Regions from separate parts of the Mus musculus genome. Here regions 1 and 3 are each linked to region 2. A link is a contact called in public Hi-C and HiChIP or PLAC-seq data. All regions are on one chromosome and are shown on one strand. The core of a region is the stretch at or near the end of the contact, and the rest is flanking DNA. Distances in the headings are between cores, read along the strand shown.

Region 1 (3,025 bases), core at 232-2,731, 640 kb after region 2:
TGGACTAGACAGACTCTTGAGAAGTTTGGGGTTTGGTAAGAACTATAATTTGGCAGCTAAGTAGAATCTACAGAGGAGTCTTACCCAGACATCATGAACATTATAGACTCACTAGTACGATTGTGCGAGCTGAGCAAGAGTGAAGCTGTTAATGATAACAGGAGAGCGAGAAAAGCTACTACTATCCTTCCATAATGGTGGCCAGAACATGGTGTGGGACCTATTGCCTGCACACAAGGACAGGCCCTGGTAGGTAGCCTCCTTGTATGCACTCTGGTCACATCTGTGTAGAATCTCTTGTTGCTCTAGAGGGCTTTCTCCAAAAGTCTAAAGTGTGGGTAGAAAAGGTTACAGCAGAGTAGCTAGGTATAGAGAATTCAGAGGAACAAAGAAAAGGAGAGAGGCAAGGTCAGAGCTCTGGAGAGGGGGAAATTGAGTCCAGGAGTGTGGAAAGGTTCTTAAGGCAGACCAAAGGGGAGGACCTGTGAACCAGCACACTGCCTTTAGATGGGCCAACAAGTGCCAGGCATCTGCACAGGGGTTTCCTGAGAGCTTCCCTGGCAGCCTGGCTCCTATGTGAATGAGCAGGGTGGAGCATCCTAAATAAGCAGCAGGCTTCCTTGTCTGCTCTCTTGGCTTAGCTCCTCAGAAAGGCTGCCTCAAAAACCAAATGCTAGGCACCAAGGAAGAGATGGGTGGACAGAGACTAGAGAAAAATGAAGCTGGGGGGTTCTTTTCAAGATGGTTTCTGATGTATTTGTGTGGGAAACAGGGTGCTATTCACCAGAGGATTTTACTGTGAGAGAGGGAGAGTGTCTATGCAGGGCCTTTTTGTGCTGGTTCAGTAGACTAGGAAAATAAAGTCCATTGCCTGCCATGATGCCATTAACCCTCACCAGCCCTCACCCAGCCCCTTCATAAGTACAAAGATGCCACGTGCACTGTTGTGCGCCAAGCTAGGGAAGGTGACAGAAAAGGAGATGAGGGCTTGTTCAGAGAATAGTGCACCTTATGTCTCAAAGAACAAACAAAGGTGTGCTCAGAGCCCGTGGCCTGCAGCTACTCAGCCCAGTTCATTTCTGATTGGCTTCTGTGTTCTCCTTCTTTCTCTGGTGCCCTAGGAAGGAGGTCCCTGGATCCAGGCATAACATTTTAGCAGGTTTCCATGTAATTCAAGTAATCTTATGATCTGGCTACAAGTCCCATTCCTTTCGCACTTCAGGTTGTCTGAGGTGAAGGTTTGGAAATGTAGAAAAGTGTATTCAATGGAGGGGAAGCGACAAGGGTTCCACATGGTGCAATTCAAGTCTAAGCATGTGGGTTGCATTTGTGATGAAGGCAGGTGGTTGAGAGGCCCAAGTTTACAAGCCTCATAATTAACCGGCTTTCAGCAGAAAGCACAGAAGGATGCTGCCAAAAATGCTCTGGGACAAATATGTGGACAATTTTCAAGAGTTCTGGGAGAGACAATTGCAGAAAGCTCTGCAACTGAGTAACTGTTTCCTAGCAACCAGCACTGTTTAAGTAATCAGTAACTCATCCCGGACAGGATAGACCAGAACATTTCCGTTCTTCTTAAGACTGGGTAGACTGGTGAGGACGGGCTATCACCATATTTCCAGCAGTACTTTCTGAAGACAAATGTCAACACACCCACACCTCTTGAGTATTTTAAATATTCCCCTTCTGGTATAAAAATAGAAGATAAACCATCAATTTATTTTCCAAATGAGGGTAACTTGAGCCACTTTGTTGCATTTACATTGTTGAGAGTCAGAAAATGAAAGGCTACAGGCATCTTAATTGAAATATGTAGGTCAGAGTAAATGAGGTTATTCTTTCACCCCAGAACTACAGCATCAAAGACCTGTGTGTGTTCATTCCAGACATGGCAACACAATATGCAAATATCACCACATTTAAACTGCTCTTATTTCTAGTACCAAATGAATACCAAGAATCCATCTTTTTCCATGTTAGCTCTTTCCTGCCTCCAAAGATATGAAACTTGTCTAACTCTGGACTTGAGCCATTTGTTTGTGTTAATGAATTTTTAAGGCATTCGGAGGAACACACATACATCATACGACAGGCATCTGATAGGACCATCTGAGCCTGATTTTGACATAACTCAGCATAATTTAAATAAGGAGTGACACTTTGGGAATGTATGCATTCGTGTATATATATAAACACACACCTCCATAAATATATACATTTGCCTATAGTTATAAGCTTACAAGCCATTCTGTCATTCAAATCAGGTATTTAGTTTGTCTCCCTTATATAAAAATTGTGTCAAAAGATCAGATGATTCAAATTCGTTCAACTTTTACATGAGCCCACAATATAATTATAGTATAAAGCAGAGATGAGACAACCATAAGTAATTGTCATATGAACCAAGACATTGGTTGCTATTGGTTATGTGTCTGGTACTCGGTATGATATAAACAATTCTTATTCTCATCAACCATAAAATTTAGTGCTCAAGGAGTTTCTGTGTTTGTTTCCTTATTTAATTCTCATCCCAACTCTAGGAAGGAGGTGATATTCTTATATTGCAGATACTGTAAACAGGGCTTAGTGTGTCCTCAGTATCCCAACAGGCGCCAGCCACACTGAGGACAGTCTCGCTTTACAGAGTTCTCGCTTTCTCTTTGTTCTTCAGTCTGTGGCTTTATTCATTACCACCACCAGACTGTGGGGAGTGGGATTTTCTTTTAAGTGCATGCATTAAAGGTGTAGAGAGCCAGTTGTGTAAGCCTATGCCTCTCATGAAATGCAACTATTCCCCTGGGCACATTCCAAAAGTTCATTTGAAAGTCAATTCCTTGAATCTCAAGACCTTTTCTTCATTGGAACTACATTACACATGATCTCCAGGTCTGCCCCAAGAGACTGGTTTTTAATACATAGCATCAGATGCTGTGTAATTGTTTTATGAAGATACAGTTAAATAGCCCTCACATCTGTAATGGGAAATTTCATCCTGACATGCTAACAGTTCATTTCTATCTATACA
Region 2 (2,984 bases), core at 265-2,764:
GAAGATACACAAGGAACACCTAAGCACACAGATTGTGTGTGCCCAGAAAGAGAACCAGACAATAGTGTGTGAGAAAGACCAGGCACTCATGCAGTTAACCAGTGGGGGCAGGGGGGCGGGTATGGGGCATAGGGCATGAACAAATTGATCTTGGAAGATTAGACCACATAGAGAGTAAAAAGAGAGAGAATTCCTTGCTGAAGTGAGCAGCTGGGCAAAGGTGTAAAATTCTGAAGTCATGACCTGAAATGTGTTCCTTCATAGAACACTTTGTCTTAATGATCTCAAATTGTGACTCCCTAAATTTAATTTCTGAGGTTCTAGGATTCAAGGCATGAGGTGCAGCTCCCATAAGCCAGCTAATGGCGTTTCCAGATAGATCCCCGAGCCAATGAAATACCCACTGAGTGGCATCCCAAGGACACAAGGTCAAATCCTGAATGGTATTTTAGGGGAATTCTAAAATAAGTTCCCCTGGGGTCGGGGAAGAAACCCCATGAGCACAATATCGTTCTCTCTCTCTCTGTCCTCGACCCTGAGATCTGCCTGCCTCTGCCTACTAAGTGCTGGGACTAAAAGCATGTGCCACCTCTGCCTCCCGGAGAGAGATAACTATTTAAAGATTTATGTGCTGGACCACCGCATATGTATTATACGTCGTTTGCCACTGTAATTCTTAGAATAGACTGGTCTGTTAGCTCCATTTTACTATTGGGTAAACGGAGGCACAAGGAGGGCACTTAACTTGCTATTCGTGGAATCAGATTCAGACAGTCTGGATTCGGAGTCAGGGCTCTAGTGAACAGAAGCTAAGGAACGGTAAAAAACAAAACAAAACAAAACAATAGGTGCTCACACGCCACCCCTCATAAAGTCTGGGCTTTTATAGGAATTGATGCGAACGCTGGCCTCACAACAGCATCCTTCTGTAAGACTTGAAAGGCCTTCTTCAGCAAAGCTCCGATTAAAAGCTGAAACAAACAAAAAGAGTTTTAGAACAACGTCCTTGCTTGTTTTTTTTTTTTCCTTCCAGTTACAAAATAGAGTTTAAAACAAAGGCGACCTCCAAACCCAAGTCTACAGAAGTGGTGTTCTGAGTACCGAGTGGACATTAGCTTGGGATGAAGAAACCCAGAGCCAAGGGAGAGGACTTGGAGCGTGGACACGTGAGGAAGGGGTTAAGTTTCAGAAAGTTGTCCCGGGAGCCCAAAGCCACGGCGCCCGCGGACCGGCCCTCGGGGCTGGCTGTAACAAGATGCTCGGCCCTCACCCGCCACCGCTGCCGGAGATGGAGCCGAGCCAATCGGCGCCGAGGGGACCGCGGTGCCGCAGGACCGAAAAAGGGGGCGCGGAGCCGGGGCGGGGCCGGGGCGGGGCGCAGGCGGCCCCGGCGCCTGACAGGAGCTGATCGCCGCGAGCCGGCGGAGGCGGCGGCGGGCGGGCGGGCGAGCAGGCGGGGTGTCGGGGCCGGGAGTGACGTAGCGTGGCCGGGGCGTTATCAGCTGCGGGGCGGCAGACGGGAGCAGCGCGGGATGCGAGTGCGGGCGGCATGAGCTCGCGGCCGGGGCCCTAGCGTGTGCTGCTGCTCCCGGGCTGGCGGGGCCTCGGGGGGTCATGAAGCCGGACGCAGCGCGCGAGCCGGAGCCGCTGAGCCCCGGCCGGGGCGCGGAGGCCGAGGGGCGCTGGCGCGAGAGGGGCGAGGCGGACACGGAGCGGCAGCGTACCCGCGAGCGCCAGGAGGCCACGCTGGCGGGGCTGGCGGAGCTGGGGTACCTGCGGCAACGCCAAGAGCTGCTGGTGCGCGGTGCGCTGCGCTGCTCCGGGACCGTGGGGACCGTCGCGCCGCGCTCCGGGGAGCTGCGGGGAGACGCGGCGCAGCGCAGCCGCCTGGAGGAGAAGTTCCTGGAAGAGAACATCTTGCTGCTGCGAAGGCAGTTGGTAGGTGGTGGCCGGTGGCCTGTCTGGAGGGTGGGCTGATGGCCTCTGGCTGTGGGATCCCTGGCCGCGACGTGACCCCCACCTCGATTTTCCCTGAGCCCGTGGTGTCTCGGATGCCCGCTGCCCATGACTTCCACGCGTTGCTGGCGGATGCCTGCTTTGTGTCACCTGAGGAGCTGGCGGATTGCGGGGAGGGGTGGCTGCTCATCTATCCTGCATTTGGAATTCTTGGAGTCCCTTGGTTCCAGCCTTAAAGTTAGGCTACTGCATGCCCCCTTCCTCCGAGGTTTGCAACCCCCACTTAAAATGCCATTTCACCTTATGGTCTCCCTGGTTATCCCTCCCCGGGAAGGAGGGGGGGGGGTGCGCACAAAAGCGAGGAAGAGGCTTGTTGCTTGCCTAACTGTCCAACATTGAGTTTTACGGTTACGGCGAAGCTCCTGCTGGGAGCCGTGCCCTACCCGGTGCTTTCTCTCCTGCAAGTCTCTTTTGCCTGGGCTGGTGCTTAGTTTTAAATAGAAGTCCTTTGTATAAGGCAGCTAAAACTAGATGCAAATACTGGCAATTTGGCCGGAGACCCTGCCCCCTCCTCTTTTATCCGGTCCGCCAGCTGTGCTTGGTGGTGGAGGTGGGAGAAGAGAGAACCTGCTCGCTGGGAGTATTTATCTTATTGGATTTCTGTCACTGTCTCAGTCGTTCTGTGCAGTCTTCATTAGCAAGGAAGAAAAAGAACTTTGGACCTTCATGTGTTGAGAACAGCTTTTGATGCTGCCTCAAAATAATGGCGGCAGCTTTGTTTCAGTGACCTCAAAATGTAGTTTTGGAAACAGCAAAAAGATTATTATCCCAGCGTGTTGTATTAGACTACTTAAGCTATATAATGGCCCCCTGAAAGTGATGTTGTGGGTTGTCACGTGTTTTCTTGTATTACGGTTTTCTAGATTTTTTGTGTAGTTACAGAGCATCAAAGTGCTTTTATTTAATTCATTTTTTTCTGATGAAATTCAATTTTTGGCACACAAGCATATGGCTTACGTCTCTAAGCT
Region 3 (2,882 bases), core at 352-2,851, 700 kb after region 2:
CGATAATGTCAGATGTGTTCCACAATCACTTCTACGCCTTAATTTTTTGAACCTGGAGATCTCCATTTCCGCTAGACACACACCCTCAGGATCCACCCATCTGTTTTAACCCCAGGTATGGGATTAAAGACACACACACACCTGCTTGCTTTTGGTTTTGTTTGTACTAGGTGTTTGAACTCAAGTCATCATGAATTACATAGCAAATACTTTACGCACTGAATCGTCTCCTGGGCTCCAGCCCCTGATCTTATTGAGTAAAGGAGATGGGTCATCGTGATAGACATTCTCACTTAAGTTCCTGATTACAGGAAGGGCCCAGTTCCTGTCCACTTAGCTACTAATTAGGGTAACTAAGAAACAGTCTCACTTTCCCTGTGACACATTAGACTCCAGTAGTCCACAGCTGGACCTAAGAGTTCTGGCATCTAGAACATTCCTTTCATCGTTTTGTTTGGTTTTGTTTAAGTGTCTTTCACTGCAGCTCAGGTTCACTATAGCTCCCGGAACCCTGCCAATCCTCCTTCCTCAGCCTCCCCAGTACAGGATAACAGACGAGCCATCACGGCCACCAGATTCTCATTTGGCTTTTGGGTGCTTCCAAGAATGTATCTGTGCTTACGTGATGGCATGAGCATCGCAACATAGGCAAAGGATGGGGTGGTGTCTGGGCTGTTTGAAGTCAGCGGTTCTCTGTCTGCGGACTTTGAGAAGCCCTGGGAGATCAGGTGAGGCCTGTTTACGTGGTCTCTTACTGCGTCATTTCCTAAGCAAACTCCTCATCAGCCTGGCGCTCTTGCCAAATCTCAATTTGAAAGAGGACAATACTCCAAAAATTTTATGTAATATTTCCTAGAGTAATAAGCACAGGATATCCTGCATCCGAAATGAGTCCAACAAATCTTGTGTTCTTCCACAGGTGGCCCAGTGACAATTTTGTGGCCCTGTGCCCTTAGGTACAGAGAAACTTGCCGACTGAAATTTCCAGCCAAGCAAGGGTTTACTCCCTGCTTTTCAGCTCCACGGAGCCTGTGAACCACAAAACTGAGTTTTCCTGCCAGGCTGCTCTCTCCTTGGCCCATGTAGCCGGTTGTAGCTCGTGTGCTTACATCTTCTCTTCCCACTCTGTGTAACACAGCTTCTACATTTGGAAGTCACTCCTCTCTACTAAAAACTCTAGCTGGCAACCAACCATGTCAGGAATAAAAAAAATAGATTCGTGGTGGCTGAAAAATGCCTTTGGCTCATTGATTTTAGATCGGCTAAGATCAGAGACTTCTGGATGCTTGGCTCTGAGTTTCTGAATGCTGCATTTGCTTCTGGTACGAAAGACTACACTTTCCACTCAAAAGGAAGGAACTACGCTCTGGCAAGAGAGGGACAGGAATCCCCCCTCTCAACATAACTCTTTTTACACCAGGATGGTTTGTAAGTCAAAACAGAAACAGTTTCTTCCCCGTTTCCCTTTCTTAATAAAGTGCTTGTGATGTGCTACGTGAGTGAAGCTGTGACCCGCCCCTGCCACACACACACCCCCCCCCAGACTCTCGTCATCCTTTGTTTTAAAATTCTCTGTGCTGAGCTGCTTCCGGAAGCACGCAGTTTCATAATTCCCACTACACATCCTTGGCTGAAACCGATTTGCACCTTAGTCATCACAGCCACGTACCAGAGTCATGGCAACCACCCCAGACAGGATACAATCAAAATTATACAGAAATAGGCATTTTGTGACACTGTATGGACATCAGCAGCAGCAAGGAAGCTTTTATCGAAGAGGCCTGAGTGAGTCTTCGGCTCGAGCATCAGGACTCTCTTTCTATAGTGTCACCTCAGGTGCAGTCAAAGACAAGTGACAGCTGTGTCCCTGCCATAATCGCTGCAGCAACACCTTTGGCATCAGGGGACAGAGATACGCCCAGGGAAATGTGTCTGTTTACGACGTTGCAAAGCTTTAATGAATTTGTGAAAAAGAATTCATTAAAATATAGTCCTATAAATTCCTGTGATTGGCACTTAAGAGAAAATTCTCCTTAAAAATAATATTAGCCGCCGCTTATGAAGAGCAGGCACTGTCATAAACACTTCTCAGATATAAATCGATTTAAAACTCAAAGAGATGTTTTTGCTTAAATGGTATACATGAGCAGATGGGGGCTTGAAAAAAGGAAGGTATTTAGTGATGGTCATAGAGAATATAACCAGAACCTGATGAAAAACTCTGTACCTTTAACAAATACTTAGTAGGAAAGCAAAACAAAGCCACAGCACACGGGAATGTTCTCAAGGAACAGGCCAGCCATGGACCAGCCACAGACTCTGGGTCAGAGGGGACCACAATGGTACTAAAGAGTTCACTTTTGTTTTAGTTTTTCTGGTGTCCATCTCTGATTCCCCTGTTGGTTATCTTTGAGCGCTCACAGGGTGGTCAAAACGTCCTCCAGATCAAGGACAGTCATGGGATGTGGGCAAGGCCAGCAGAGCCACCAGATTCAGCCAGGATGACACTCTTGGGTGGCTTCTTTTCATTCTTACCACGCAGAACCCAAGAGCTTCCTGGTTCTGATTTTCTTTCTGAAACACGATTCAGCAGTTCTGAAAACCCAAAGTGAAACTGTATTCATTCACAGAAAGGACTTCAACCCATGGAGATTTCTAACCTGAGGCTTTCTGGACTAGGAAAGCAGACCTATGAGGCCTTCACTTCTCATTAAGCACAAAGGGAACCAAGGGCTTTTATATTTAAAAAAAAATTAATATCACTAATCCAGTTAAAGTCTTCATGGTACAAGCTGTGAAGGGGCAACTTAGTTCTTACAGCTTTTAATTCTTGTCTTCTTTGCAAAGCAAAGGAAAAAAATGACACCTAAAAAGTCCCTTTC

What was found. Hi-C and Micro-C count contacts between places; a contact is called where the count stands out from the background. HiChIP or PLAC-seq counts read pairs in DNA pulled down with a chosen protein or histone mark.
Region 1: a Hi-C map of muscle stem cells shows a contact between it and region 2, with 4 times the contacts expected there. The contact joins the enhancer-like site here to the promoter of Dact1 in region 2. A contact is called at or near these places in 2 of 39 promoter capture datasets (the 3T3-L1 cell line and hippocampal neurons), 1 of 484 Hi-C or Micro-C datasets (muscle stem cells) and 2 of 115 datasets of contacts at active chromatin or transcription factors (embryonic forebrain and neural tube).
Region 3: an H3K27ac HiChIP or PLAC-seq map of SST interneurons shows a contact between it and region 2, with 6 times the contacts expected there. The contact joins the enhancer-like site here to the promoter of Dact1 in region 2. A contact is called at or near these places in 2 of 39 promoter capture datasets (3T3-L1-derived adipocytes and trophoblast stem cells) and 2 of 115 datasets of contacts at active chromatin or transcription factors (SST interneurons and embryonic stem cells).

Annotation. Positions count from the first base shown.
Region 1 is chr12:71,952,925-71,955,949 of GRCm38.p6, forward strand. The region is part of intron 15 of Daam1 (dishevelled associated activator of morphogenesis 1); the gene reads left to right. Among named protein-coding and RNA genes, the nearest start is that of Gm40440, 86 kb to the right of the region's middle. Within about 2 kb of position 1,482, at least 40 of the 459 cell types and tissues checked have an H3K27ac peak or open chromatin away from gene starts, as enhancers often do. A contact at or near this core is called in muscle stem cells, where this site is marked.
Region 2 is chr12:71,308,370-71,311,353 of GRCm38.p6, forward strand. Dact1 (dishevelled-binding antagonist of beta-catenin 1) reads left to right here and starts at 1,515. Exons shown (of 4, transcript NM_021532.4): 1 at 1,515-1,938. The coding sequence starts at 1,615. It also overlaps a transcript of 2700049A03Rik not described here.
Region 3 is chr12:72,013,085-72,015,966 of GRCm38.p6, forward strand. No RefSeq gene overlaps it. Among named protein-coding and RNA genes, the nearest start is that of Gm40440, 26 kb to the right of the region's middle. Within about 2 kb of position 1,602, at least 62 of the 459 cell types and tissues checked have an H3K27ac peak or open chromatin away from gene starts, as enhancers often do. A contact at or near this core is called in SST interneurons, where this site is marked.